Linked DNA regions of Sus scrofa: region 1 is linked to region 2. Evidence: chromatin contacts called from public promoter capture Hi-C data. All regions are on one chromosome and are shown on one strand. The core of a region is the stretch at or near the end of the contact, and the rest is flanking DNA. Distances in the headings are between cores, read along the strand shown.

What was found. Promoter capture Hi-C pulls out the DNA fragments that hold promoters and counts their contacts.
Region 1: a contact with region 2 is called in a promoter capture Hi-C map of liver, with 18 times the contacts expected there. The contact joins the promoter of APBB2 here to the enhancer-like site in region 2. A contact is called at or near these places in 3 of 5 promoter capture datasets (fetal liver, fetal skeletal muscle and liver), 26 of 47 Hi-C or Micro-C datasets (adipose tissue, alveolar macrophages, brain and 15 more) and 1 of 2 datasets of contacts at active chromatin or transcription factors (skeletal muscle).

What each region holds. Positions count from the first base shown.
Region 1 is chr8:32,300,979-32,307,309 of Sscrofa11.1, reverse strand. APBB2 (amyloid beta A4 precursor protein-binding family B member 2) reads left to right here and starts at 5,073. Exons shown (of 18, transcript XM_021101154.1): 1 at 5,073-5,530.
Region 2 is chr8:32,026,169-32,032,563 of Sscrofa11.1, reverse strand. It overlaps APBB2 (amyloid beta A4 precursor protein-binding family B member 2), which reads left to right. Exons shown (of 18, transcript XM_021101154.1): 9 at 1,948-2,033; 10 at 2,122-2,182. Among named protein-coding and RNA genes, the nearest start is that of NSUN7, 220 kb to the right of the region's middle. Within about 2 kb of position 3,108, at least 6 of the 83 cell types and tissues checked have an H3K27ac peak or open chromatin away from gene starts, as enhancers often do. A contact at or near this core is called in fetal liver and liver, where this site is marked.

The DNA.
Region 1 (6,331 bases), core at 3,824-6,323, 270 kb before region 2:
CTGTCCCCAAGGTCAGTTAGCAGGATACTGAAACAGTGCATGAGGGCAGTGGGAGTGGGACAGAGAGGAGGGCCCAGATTTGAGAAACATCCCTGAGGTGGAAGCAAATGGGGCTTGATGACTAATTTTATGGGGGTGGTTAAGGAGGAAGGAAGGCTTGAAGATGACTGAGATTTCCAGTTTGGAAACCTGAGTAATTGGTGATGCCATTAACTGAAATAGGAGTGGAAGGAAGGAAATCTCTGTGAGGCCGACCAGAAGATTTACATGTGCTATTTCATTTCACCCCAAACAAATCGATGATGAAAAGATTAAGATGCCCATTTTCTAGATAAGAAAATCAAGGTTCAGCGAGGTCATATAACTTGTCCAAGGTCACAGAGATGGTAAATAAAAGAGTTGGGATGTGAAATAAGGTTTTATTCCATAGCCTCTATCTATCTATCTATCTATCTATCTATCTATCTATCTATCTATCTACTATCTTTTCTTTCTTCCTTCCTTCCCTCCTTCCTTCCTTTTTTTCTTTATTTCTTCTTCTTTTTTTCTTTTTGCCTTTTTAAGGCTGTACCTGAAGCATATGGAGGTTTCCAGGCTAGGGCTCAAATCAGAGCTGTAGCTGCTGGCCTACACCACAGCTACAGTAACGCAAGATCCGAGCTATGTCTTTGACCTACACCACAGCTCATGGCAATGCTGGATCCTTAACCCACTGAGTGAGGCCAGGGATGGAAACTGTGTCCTCATGGATACTAGTCAGATTCGTTTCTGCTGAGCCACAACAGGAACGCCCATAGCCTATAATCTTTCCATGATAGTATTCTACACTTTGATAATAATTTTTGTTTGGAAGAATAGGACTAAGGCTCAGGGGACAGCTAGATGGAGCTAGAAACATTGTTCTTCTTAGGGTAGGAATGGTGAAGAATGAGGAGCGATTAAAACCTTCCTTTATTGGATAAAGGCCCAGAGCAGCACTGGCCAATAAAATTTTCTGCAGTGATGGAAGTATTTTACACTTGCACTGTCCAATACTGTGGCCATTAGCCCATGTGGATTTGAGCCCTTGAAATTGGGTTAATATGACTGAGGAATTAAAATTTTAATTAATATAAATTAAATAACCCTATGTGGCTAGTGACCACTATATTGGATAGTTTTAAGACCAGAGGAAATGGCCAGACATGGAGACAGTGCATCAGACAGCAGGCCTTGCTGGTAACTCCCCAAATCACTAGGTATTTGATCACCTGCCTTACATTTGTGGGTAAGATTGATCCTAAGTTCGGAGACTACAATTCCTTAGTTGGGAAGGGGTTCTTCCCTAGTGCAGACAACAAAGTAATTTTACCAAATCTTATCTTTGGAAGGAAAGTAAGTACAATACTCCACTACCTTTCTTACATGAGACAAAAATCACAATCATTTTCTCTGTATTTACACTCTTCAGTAGAGAGTGTTATTTAAGAGTGCAAGCTCCAGGAAACCCCTGGGTTCACATCCAGGTTGGGCCACTGAATCGGTTTGTTGTGCCTTGAGCTAGTTACTTCACATTCTCAAGTGTCACTTTTACTATAGCAATAGTACCTAACCCAGGGAAATTGTGAGGATTTAGTTAAATAGCTAATTGACTTAGCTACTATCTGGCAGAGGCTGAGTACTCAGTAAAGGTTGGCTATTCTAGTACCTTATTGTGATGGGTTTGTACTTTGCACCTCTGTTTTGACATTTATTTGACTCTATTTTTTGCCTAAGTGAAGGTATTTTCCCAGATCTCTAAATGTCAGAACATTCCAAAAAAGGAAAAAGAAAAGAAACACACATTCATCAAGAGAAAAAAGGTAGATTCTGAAAACTCCTTATTGTAGGTATGAGTTTTGCAGTTATTTTGTATTTCAGTTTGATTTTCCTTTTGCTAAAGCATTTCAGATCAGTACAGCAGAAATTCATAACCCTGCTCTTTTGTCGTGATCATTACAATTCCCTTGGTTTAACCTCAGTTTCTGTATCACATGATCAAGGAAAAATACTAGAAACTCTAAATACTGACTCAAAAGGGTTGCTTTTATTATTATTATTATTATTATTATTACTACTACTACTCAAATGAGTTTACCAGACTCAAAAGATTGGTTGATGTCTGGAAGTTCTGAAGAATTTCATACCACTGTAATTGAAATATTTAATGCTGTAGTCTTTGAGTATCTTAGAAGTAGTTGGATAGGTTGTATGGTGGGTGGATAGATCAAGGACTATTTAAAGACTAGTGACTTCAGAAGTAGAAACAAGTAATAGGATCTCTTTTGTTGCCACCGATTTTGTACTTTGTAATTTTCGGACTGAAAAAACAGCATCGTACTATATAGTCTTGCACTTTGTGTAGCGTTTGTGCAAATAACAAGTATATTTTTTCATTAGATTGGAATGTCAAGAAATTTGTGTTCAAGTGCCAGTTCTGCTGAATTATTAAGTAAGGAAGTCATTTAACCACTTTGGGCCACAGAGAGCCTCTGTGTAACACTTAAGAGTTGACCCAGACTTGATTCTAGAACGATCTCCTAAGTATTCTTCCAACTGAAATTCTTTGAATCCGCCTTTTCGTTCTCCCTTTGGTCCTAAAGGACTTGGGTGATTTTTACTTCCATGCTTTGTAAACAGGCTCTTGGAATATTTCATTTCCTTGGAAAATAATTCATAGGTGAATCAGCATGAGGGGAAAAAAACAAAACCCACTCACAATAAGATATCAAAAGTGCGTGATGTGGTGAGACAAGAAATGATTTTCTTTGTAAACCGAAATGCTGAGGTATAGAGAAACCAATGATGTATAAAATGAGTTAGCAGTGTAAGGCTCTATGCAGCAGAGCGAGCGTGCTGTACACACGGAGCACGTCCGGGATGTGGGTGTGTGTCGGGGTGTCAAGGAGTCCTCTCCATACGGCCTGGAAACCGCTATTACTCTAAACGTTCCTTCCTGGGAGCGAGAAAATGTGTGTTGGAGGGGGTCGAAGGAAGCAGGCAGAGGAAGGTTACAAGCTTCCCCACTCCCGACCCCCGCCCACCTTCTGGAAATACATAATTAAGGGAATTTCCTGCTGCAGCCACGACACGTTCGGTGGCCGTTTCCACGTCACTATTAGGGCAGCCGGGAATTTTGCTTTTCCTGGCGATGAATTCCCTACTCTTTCCGCGCGTCCCCTGCGGGACGCCGAATGCCGCCCTCCGCCCCAGGCGAAGTTGGACGGCGAGGAGGCTCGGAAGCCGGGCGCGGGCGGGGGGGCCGCGGCCGAGGGGAGGGCGCAGGAGCGTTTCCTGCGTGAGCGCGGCCGCCGGACCCGGTTCCGGAAGGCTGATTGCATCAGGTGTGGAGCGGGGCGCCTCCTTGGCCCAACCTGGCGGCCACTGCGCCTGCGCGCCCCGCCCCGCCCCGCCCCGCCGCCAAGGACTCCACCGCGGGTTTTCCTCCGGGTCGGGAAGAGATGGATCCCGTAGGGCGGGCGCGGTGTACAGCCCCGGGACCCCGGACTGAACGGGTGGCAGGGCCAGACTCCTGGGGAACCATGGGAAGCTGTGGGGTCCGAGAGAATAGAGTACCTGCGAAAAGGGGACCTGCCTTCAAGGCTGGTACCAGGGCCGGTCTCTGCTGCTGAGGGGCGGGGGCGGACTTGGGCTAATTTCCTTTCCTCTCTAGGCCTGAAGGGCATAGGCTTGAACTTGAAGGCTTTCCAGTTCAGAGCCTGAGTTTTCCCAAAGTGGGTTAAACTGCGGCCCCCGAATGTCCCGTCCACGGGCTGCATAGATAGATCTTGGAGTGCAGCGATACAGCACCAAGGCTGAGCACTTTCATGGATTTGTAGGGATTCCTCAGTGGCAGTATTGTTTTTCTGTTGGAAAGGAGTGACGTTATTGTTGGCCTCTAGGTTGGTCTCAGAGAAACTGTTCATGGGAGAAGTTTGGTGCAAACGTCAGAAACCCCTCCTCCACAAGGCATCTTTCTCCCACCACTCATTCCTTCCGACCCCACTCTAGTCTGCGCTCAGGGTCCCATTATACACCCTTCTGCACACACCTGGTAGATTTCCCCCCTGGCGCTCCTCATGTTTGAAGGGACATTTCGGGGGGATTCTTTAATGGGTGCCTGTCCACCTCGCTGTGCACTAAGCTCTATGAAAGCTGGGGTCTGGGCTTTTTTATTCACTGCCGTCCCCAGGCTAACTATAAGATCTTGTGGGTACTCAATAGATTCATGATGCCAAAGGAGAAAATAATGCCATCCCCAACCGCATAGAGTCCTCTTGCGAAGAATAGGGACTTTCCGGGTGTGAGTTTGCTGTTTGCAGAAGGACTGCACTCCGGAGGTTTGGGGAAGAGGGTGAGTTAGGAGGAGCCATTATTTAATAGCTACTATTAAATTACTTTTAGCAAAATCCATCTGAAAAAGATAGTAGGTGAGGCTGTGTGTTTGTGTAGTAGAGCAAGAGGTCTCAAAGTATGGCCCTCAGACCAGCAGCACCAGCATCATCTGGGAAGTTGTTAGATGTACAGATGCTTCGGCAGTACCACAGACCTACCCATTCAGAGACTGTCCAGCAGTCTGTGATTCCATAAATCCTCCAGGCGATTGGGATGCAGGGTCAAGTTTGATATCCACTGCATTGATGAAGAGCAACCCTAATGATGCTTTGGGGATGCTATTCACAGTGCCTGGGGCAGGCACTGATGACTATTTACTGAGTATCCATTATTAGAACCTTGCTTCTCTAAATTCGAACTATATTTAATATTCCTGGAAGTGAAGAAGAAATTATGCTTTCCCCTCCTGCAGGTATGTTTCTTCCTTGAGGTGATGCTGCTGTGATTTTCACATCAAGGAATGGTGTGTGTGTGTGGGGGGCATATGCCTGGGGTTCTAGATAAGGAGGCAGAAGGAAGGTCTCGCCTACATGTTGCAGCTGGATGGGCGTGGGCAGCTCTCATCTGAGGACATTTTCCTCAGATAAGGGAATGCAGGCATGTGGGAGAAAAGACTAGACAGGGATAATGTTACCCAACTTCCTTTTGCTGCAGACAGACGCCGAGCCATATGGAGGGGATACCAGGCTGCGTCGCATTGGGTCTCTGGCCTGCACTGCTTCTCTGCCATCTTCTCAGATGGTCAGGGGACCAGGCGTTCGCGATGCCCGGAAGCTTCTGCCTGCAGGGGTCGCACTAGGCGCGCGGCCCGCCCCCTCCTTCCCGGCCCCCGCCCCCGGCCCCGCCTTTCTCGGGATCGGCCCCCGGCGGGTCCGGCCCCTCCAGCCTCTCCGCGCAGCCGCCGCCAAAGCCTGGAGAAGTGGAATCTCGCCGGCGCAGCTCCCTGAGCGGGACTCGCGGAGCGGCACTGGGCATGCTCAGTTGCCGGAGCCCGTCTTGGTCTCAAGTAGGAAGCTCGTGCGCTGCACCCGCAGCTGATCGTGGCGCTCCGGGCAGGGCGAGACTGGAGCAGAGCTGCCGGGTGCCGGAGCCGAGGAGAGCGCCGCGCGCACCACCGGTGAGCCCCGCTTTCTTCCTTGCTTTTGCTCTGGACTCCTGGGCGGCCCGGGAGTGCTGGCGGGAGACCTGGGCAGCGGCAGCGGCGTGCGGCAAGTAGCCCGGGCGGCTGCTCCTCTCCTCCCGGCCCCCGAGGTCTGCGCGGCTGCTGCCGTCTGCCCGCTCAGCCGCAGCCACAGCTGCAGCAGCTGCCACGCATCTGCAGCGGGCGTCCGCTGCGGAGTCCCGTGCGCCCTGCGCCCGCGCCGCAGGGCCGGGTGGCACGGTGACTGCGGGCTCACTCCTTGACTCCATCACTCCCGCTTCTCGGCGCCCCCTTTCCCTCCGCAGCCGGGGGCTTGGCAGGGCCTGGGCGGGGAGACAGGATTGGAGGGGCTGCGCCGGGGTGGGGGCTGCGGAAGGGAAAAGTGAGGGTGGGCGCCGGCGGGGAAGAGCGCACACCCCCTTGCCCTGGCACTGGCCTCCGCTGTGCGGCTGGGCTCTTCCTCCCCGGGCGGCAGTGCGCTCCTGCGGGGGAGTTGAAGACCCGGCTGGCTTTTCTAGGGGTTCAGAGCTTAGCCGCTGCAAGATCAAGGGGGAAAAGTTCATTTCCCCTTCAGAGGCAGGGAGCGTTTTAACTAGAAAATGGCTGTGCGAAGGGGACCGAATCAGGAATCCCCTCTGCTGCCCGCCGGGCGGAATGGAGGGTTGAACGCTAGAAATGACATTTGTGCGATGAAAACATTGCTGGGCGGAGGGAGGGATGCGGAGTCCCACAGAAACAATGAAAGGTGATCTTGACGTCGGCTGAGAGATCTAGAAC
Region 2 (6,395 bases), core at 1,859-4,358:
GAGGAAACGGGTGAAGGACGACAGCATTCCGGCTCTTGTGCTCAATGAAAGAGATTAAAAAAAAAACAATACTGTGTGTAGTCTAAGTGGTCTAGGTTCTGTTTTATTTTGCAAAACTGCAGCTTGGATGCTTACTTCCAAAAGCAAAACAGCAATGACACCCACTGTGCAGTCATGATAATGAATCCAAATTTGCAATGACTGCCCTCAGAGAGTCCCACAGGGCCAAACAAATGCATTTTCAACACCTGGGACATTTGAACTTAGCTTCTTCTGTTTTGAGTGGCTTTAACAACTGTATTAGTTGTGCGCAGCATAATAGATCGGTACTACTGTCTCATTTCCAAAGAAAGAATTTTAGTTGAAAAACTTTCTTCATGGAAAAGTGTCCCTTGTTGATTTATTATCCAGGAGAAGATATTTGTCTGACAGAACGGTGGAACAAATTCATAAGGATGTGCTCAGGTGTTTTATTAGTATCATTTATTTTTTGAAATGTCACATGAAAAAGATTTGAATGTTCCATCAGTATAGTAGAAAGGAAAAAAAAAAGCATTTCCATCTTGTCCGAGGTGAACAGAAGGAAAGAGTTGTTTCGATTCAACAGTCTAAGGAGTTCCTTTGTGGCACAGCAGGTTAAAGATCCCATGTTGTCACTGCAGCAGCTTGGGTCGCTGCTGTTTTGTGGGTTCCATCCCAGGCCTGGGAACTTCTACATGCCATGGGTGCAGCCAAAAAAAAAAAAAAAATCTGTTGTAAGAGGTTTCCCAACAAGGCAAGGCTTTGCACTTTGCTCTAAAACTATGTTTAGAAAAGCATTTCGTGATTGAATATTAATTTGTGAAGAGACTTGGTTGGAAGAGAGCCAAGCTTTTTATGAATAAGAGGAATTTACATTCGATTGTCTGGGTGAAATCTCACCAAGATGATGCGGTCAGGCTGGATTCCTTACCCTCTTTCTCCTTCATTGTCCTTTTTTCTTTCAAGTGAAAAGTGAAAATAATTTGGCCCCCAGCTTTTATACCCTTAGCTGTGGACATGCCCCCGTTTCCAACCAGTGCATTGACAAGCATCCTTCCTAATTCCACCTCCACCTCCAAAAAACAGTTGTTTGGTTAATGGGAAGAAGGGTTCCTTTGGAATTAGGTGCACTGGGCATTTAATACTTTTGTCGCATATCGTGTGCTTTTAAGAGCACACTGAGAAAGTAACCTCACTGTCTGGTAGTAACATTCAGCCCCTTGTCCCTTGTTTGGGTAAGTAATAAAAGCCCCTCTCTTTTCTCCTGGCCTAGTCCTCAGGTGACAGTCTAGCTCTAGGAGCGTGAGCTCACATGTTGCTCTGAGAGTGAATTTGTTCCCTAACCCATCCTGTGAATATCAATGCTAACAACAGTGTCTTGTGTGTGTGTGTTTCTTTCTTTTTTTTTTTTCCTTTTCCTTTTCTTTCTTTTTTTTTTTTTTTTTTAAATCAATGTGCTTTTTCCTATGTGAATAATTACATGTCTAGAAACAGCCATGGAGTGATTTTGCTGTTCTGAATGGGGGAAAGATTAATAGTGACATTTGGAAGGCAAGTATATTGTCAGATTTGAGCTCATTTGTCCTCTTTGCATGGCTGTGGCTGCATCTTCCTTGTGAATATCATGCATTCTGCAGGGACCGAGCCATGGGGCTTCTGGCCAGGGCTGTGGGGCTCACACATGTCGTCTTTTTTGATGTCTCTCATTGTGAATGACTTCAGGCTGATGGCCCCAGGTACCGCTGTCTTGTAAGAACCGGCACTTGCCCCAGCCAGCATCAGCAGCGCATGCATGCCTTTTTCTGCCTAAGCTCACACACACACTCTGCCTTGAGCGGGGAGGACTTTGCTCCCTTTGCTGTTTGAGGCCATGTAATGGTCCCTCCCCCTTTCTGCATTAACAGCGATCGATCTCTTTTCCTCTAGGATTTGCATGCAGCCACAGTCAACCCGGACCCCAGTTTAAAGGAATTTGAAGGAGCCACACTGCGCTACGCATCCTTGAAACTCAGGTAGAGCTTGTGCCGCCCTAACATAGGGCTTTGTGCAGCTAGAGTGTGCAGTCGGATTCTAAATGCAGTTTTCTGTTTTTCTTTCTAGAAATGCCCCACATGCTGATGATGATGATTCTTGTAGCATCAACAGTGACCCAGAAGCCAAGGTTTGTACGAAATGTGCTTTCAGCGACCCGGTTTTGTTTGTGCACCAAAGTGTTGACTTTGGATAATGGCCCAGTTTTTACAAACTGTCAACTCCAAGCCACTTAATAAGGAATTATCTCCCAGTCCTATCTCTTTCCTAATCTCCCCAACACTTGACGTAAATCCCTCCACCAGGTCAGGTTTGAGGGGTTTTCTGTGATCGTACCGGCTCTGCCTGTATCTCACATCAGCTCTTTGTACAATGTGCTACGTTAAAATTATGGTTCAAACAGGTGGGCTTCGGAAGCCTTTGAAGATAAGCCGGGCTCTGCCTTGCAGTGCCGGGAGGGGCAGGGGTTGAACAGGTGCCACAGACCCCTCACAGCCACCTCCTCCAGGGCAGCCTCACACCTGTGCAGTGACAGCTCCTCGCTGTCCCCGTCATAAACACGGGCCTGTTTTATGGTGGAAAGTGAGGGTGAACTTTTGCTCTGGACTTCTGGTGGGGGTCCCGCAGGACCAGCATGACGGGTATGCAGCCAGAACAGTTGGCCAGGGCCCTGTGCTGAGACTCGGGGCCCCGTGTTTTGCTGTGCAGTTGCTCTCTTGACGTTCTTAATGCGTTGATCTTTGTGTTCTGGAAGCGAGGTCCTGTGGGGCGATGGCGTGCCCCCGGCAGTTGGAGCCTTGGCTCGTGCCCAGTCCTGCCACCTTCCCTCCCACGTGTTTCTCAGCTGCCCATTCCCCTGCTCGCTGGCACCTCAAGCCCTGCCAGTCTTCCCATCCCTGCCTCCACCCCTGTAGGGGCCTAGGTGTGAGCCTAAGAAGAGAGGGTGCCAGGCACCCAGACTCCATGCTGTCTCAGGAAGGGGCAAAGCAGTGGCCTGCCTGGCTTGGGGTGAACAGCACAACCGTGGGTCAGTGGGTGACTCGGGGGCCCAGCCACTCCCAGTCCAGGTAGCTAACACGTCCTGGGACAGGTGTTGCAATACACTGGGCAGTCACCCGATTGCTGCGGGCTGCGGTGGCGGGTCCATGGGAAAGGGGGATTCCTGGCTGTTTCTCCACCTCTGGCCGGGCCATGGTGCCTCGGTCCAGCTGCTGGTGGTCTGTGGGGGTGGGCAGCCTGGGAAGGTGTGTATTCTCCCACGAGACATCCTCAATCCCAAGGGAACATGACTTTAAATACCAAAAAAAAAAAAAAAAAAAAAAAAAAAGGAGTGGAGAGAGAGAAACACAGAGGGGAAAAAGCTTCCTGTCTGAATACTTTTTACAGCGTTCCCCCCCCTACATTTTGAACAGGAGGGGGCCCTGCATTTTCATTTTGCATATTTCATTTTCATTTACAAATGATGTTGCTGGACCTAGATTTTTTCAGCCTCCCAGAGCAGGTCTTTGTGAATGAAACAGCATAGAGGTTGCTGCACCAGTTGATAGGTCTGGAACACTGTGCAGGTTCAAAACCTTGGCTCCCGGTCTGGATGCTGCCTTATGGCCACTGGTTCTGTAAGAATCGCCAGGCTCGCTGATGAAATCACCATTGCCCCTTCCCCAGTTGCAAATTGGAGAAGGATGACGACAGTGTGGACCACATTTCTCAGCTTCATTCTAGTAAGCACAGGTGATCGGGTGAAGGCTGCTTCGGAGCCAGCCGTGTTCTGAACGAGTTCTTGGGCTGACACGCTGGCCTTTAAAGATAAATTGGATGGCAAGGAGGGGAAGGGATGCAGTAAAACAGGGAGGCGGGCTCTGAATAATTTGCCTTGCTACCAGGTGTTTTACAAGGGCTATCGGCAAAGCCTGGAGGAGGAGGAGCGAGAGGCAGCACTGTCTCTCCACCAGTAAGGGCTGGGCCATTGATGTCTGTAAATTACACCAAGTGTGAAATTGACCAGAGAGGGCTGGAGGGTGATGCCTGGATCTGAGAAGGAATTGGTAACGGGAATGGGAGGCCCCTCACCTAAGACAGCGCTGTCTCTTTTTTTTTTCCTCTCACTCGTATTGCTCACTGAATTCTTTTTTTTTTTTTTTTTTTTTTTTTTTTTTTTTTTGTCTTTTTGCCTTTTCGCCTTTTCTAGGGCCGCTTCTGTGGCATATGGAGGTTCCCGGGCAAGGGGTCTGATCACAGTTGTAGCCGCAGGTCTACGCCACAGCCACAGCAACGCAGGATCTGAGCTGCGTCTGCGACCTACACCACAGCTCGTGGCAATGCCAGATCCTTAACCCAATGATCGAGGCCAGGAATCGAACCCAAAACTTCATGGTTCCTCGTCGGATTCGTTAACCACTGAGCCACAATGGGAACTCCCATGCTCACTGAATTCTTGATCTGCCACCCTTCTGTTGCCTGCCTGTCTATTCCAGCCCCTCTTAGGAATTTGTTCGTGTTAATAAGGAGGTTCAGCTTTCTCATAGTTACTGAAGTTGTACTTAGTTCCAAACAAAAAAGTATGTGTCTTGTATTATTTATTCTATATCCTACTTTGTTCCATAAAAGATCTGAGGAGACTTATAAGAACAAACGCTTTCCTTAAAAGCACAGAAAATGTAAGGGAATAATCAGCGCATCTGTGCTGAGGCAGGAGACGGAGGTAGTATAGATTAGACTCGGGAGCAGGAATAAACATGGCCCTTCAGAACATAGGACTCTTGGCACAGTTACAAAAATTGACTTTTGGGTTCATTTTTGTGGCTCCTAGTAATTATTATTATTACTCTTTGGCCACCCTGAGGCATATGGAGTTTCCAGGCTAGGGGACTTAAGCTGCAGTGGTGGCAATGCTGGATCCTTAACCCACTGAGCCGGCCGGGGATCAAACCTGCATCCCAGCACTCCCAAGACGTCACCAATCCCGTTGCGCCGTAGCGGAAGCTCCTCTAGTGATTATTTATGTTGAGGATTTTTACCATGAATGGCATGAATTCCTGTGAGGGCATCTCAGAATCTTGAAAGGACTTCTCCGAACTCTACCTGCTTCTAACTCCCCCTGCCCCGCCTTGAATTCTGAACGTCACTGTCACTCTGGAGGACTCCAAACCTGTCGGGAGGGGAAAAGGGTTTCACTCTGTGCTTAAGGACAAAGTGAATTATATTGTGGAATATAATTGTTTTCATAGGGCTCTAGTGTAAAAGTAATTAATTGTAAGATTGAATATTGAGTGCTAACTTAGGCACGGTCCTAAAGACTCCATTGCTGTCCTCCCCACAATTCAGAAGGCTGAGTATCATTATCTCCATTTTGCAGATGAGGAAACTGAGGCACAGAAAGCTTAACAGCTAGTTAAGTAGTAGGTCAGGATCTGAATCCAGGCCGTTTGGCGGCAGAGCGCACTTCCGCCGCACCCTCCAGAGGAAGGGTGCACTGAGGGGCCACAGCCTCAAATACTGTGATAGTGTCCCCAGCAGTACCCAGTAAGTATAGATAAAAATTGAGGTTCCGGCAGTTGGAGTGTAGCTTTACTCACTGCAAGAGCGAAAGTAAATTGGGGGAGGAGGATGACACCATGGACGTGGACGGGTTCTGCTTGAGGCAGAGAGATGGATGAACTCTAGACTCTGGAAGTGGAATGAATGGGCTGCAGGTTTTTACAGACCATCCCTCAGTGGTATAATTTCAGCCGGGTTTAGGGTAAGAGTTGGGCGGGACCAGGAGGAAGCCGGGAGGGGAGTGTGTGTGCTGGGGTGGCGCTCACCCACGGGGCTGCTGGTTGGGGGTGCATGTACAGCACCCCGAGTAGATGGCGCCCCTTTGGAAAACTGACGCGTCTCGCTGCTGCTCTGGATGCAGAGTCTGTCCACCCCCTGCTGGAAACGGGCCAAAGGAAACCCTGCAGGGAAGCCTAAGTTGATCCTTCAGAATCATAACGGTTTCAAATTCCAACTGCACAAAGTGAAATTATCTTTTACAAATTTGGAACAAGGCTGTGTTGGTTGCGAGCTGACTTTGATGGGGCCACTTTGGAGGATTCCCTGTTGCCACCACCCTCTGGCCTCTACCATCCGCCCCTTTGTCACTCTGCCTCTGTTTGTTTAATGCTCTTTGGGGTGCCTGCAGGGGAAGAAAGGGTAAGGTCTAACTAGATTCCCCAACTTCAAGCATTAGATAGACTTGAATGTATATAAAGGTCACTTTTGGGAGTTCCTGTCGTAGAGCAGCAGAAACGAACCCAACTAGGAACCATGAGGTTGCGGGTTCGACCCCTGGCCTCACTCAATGGGTCAAGGATCCAGGT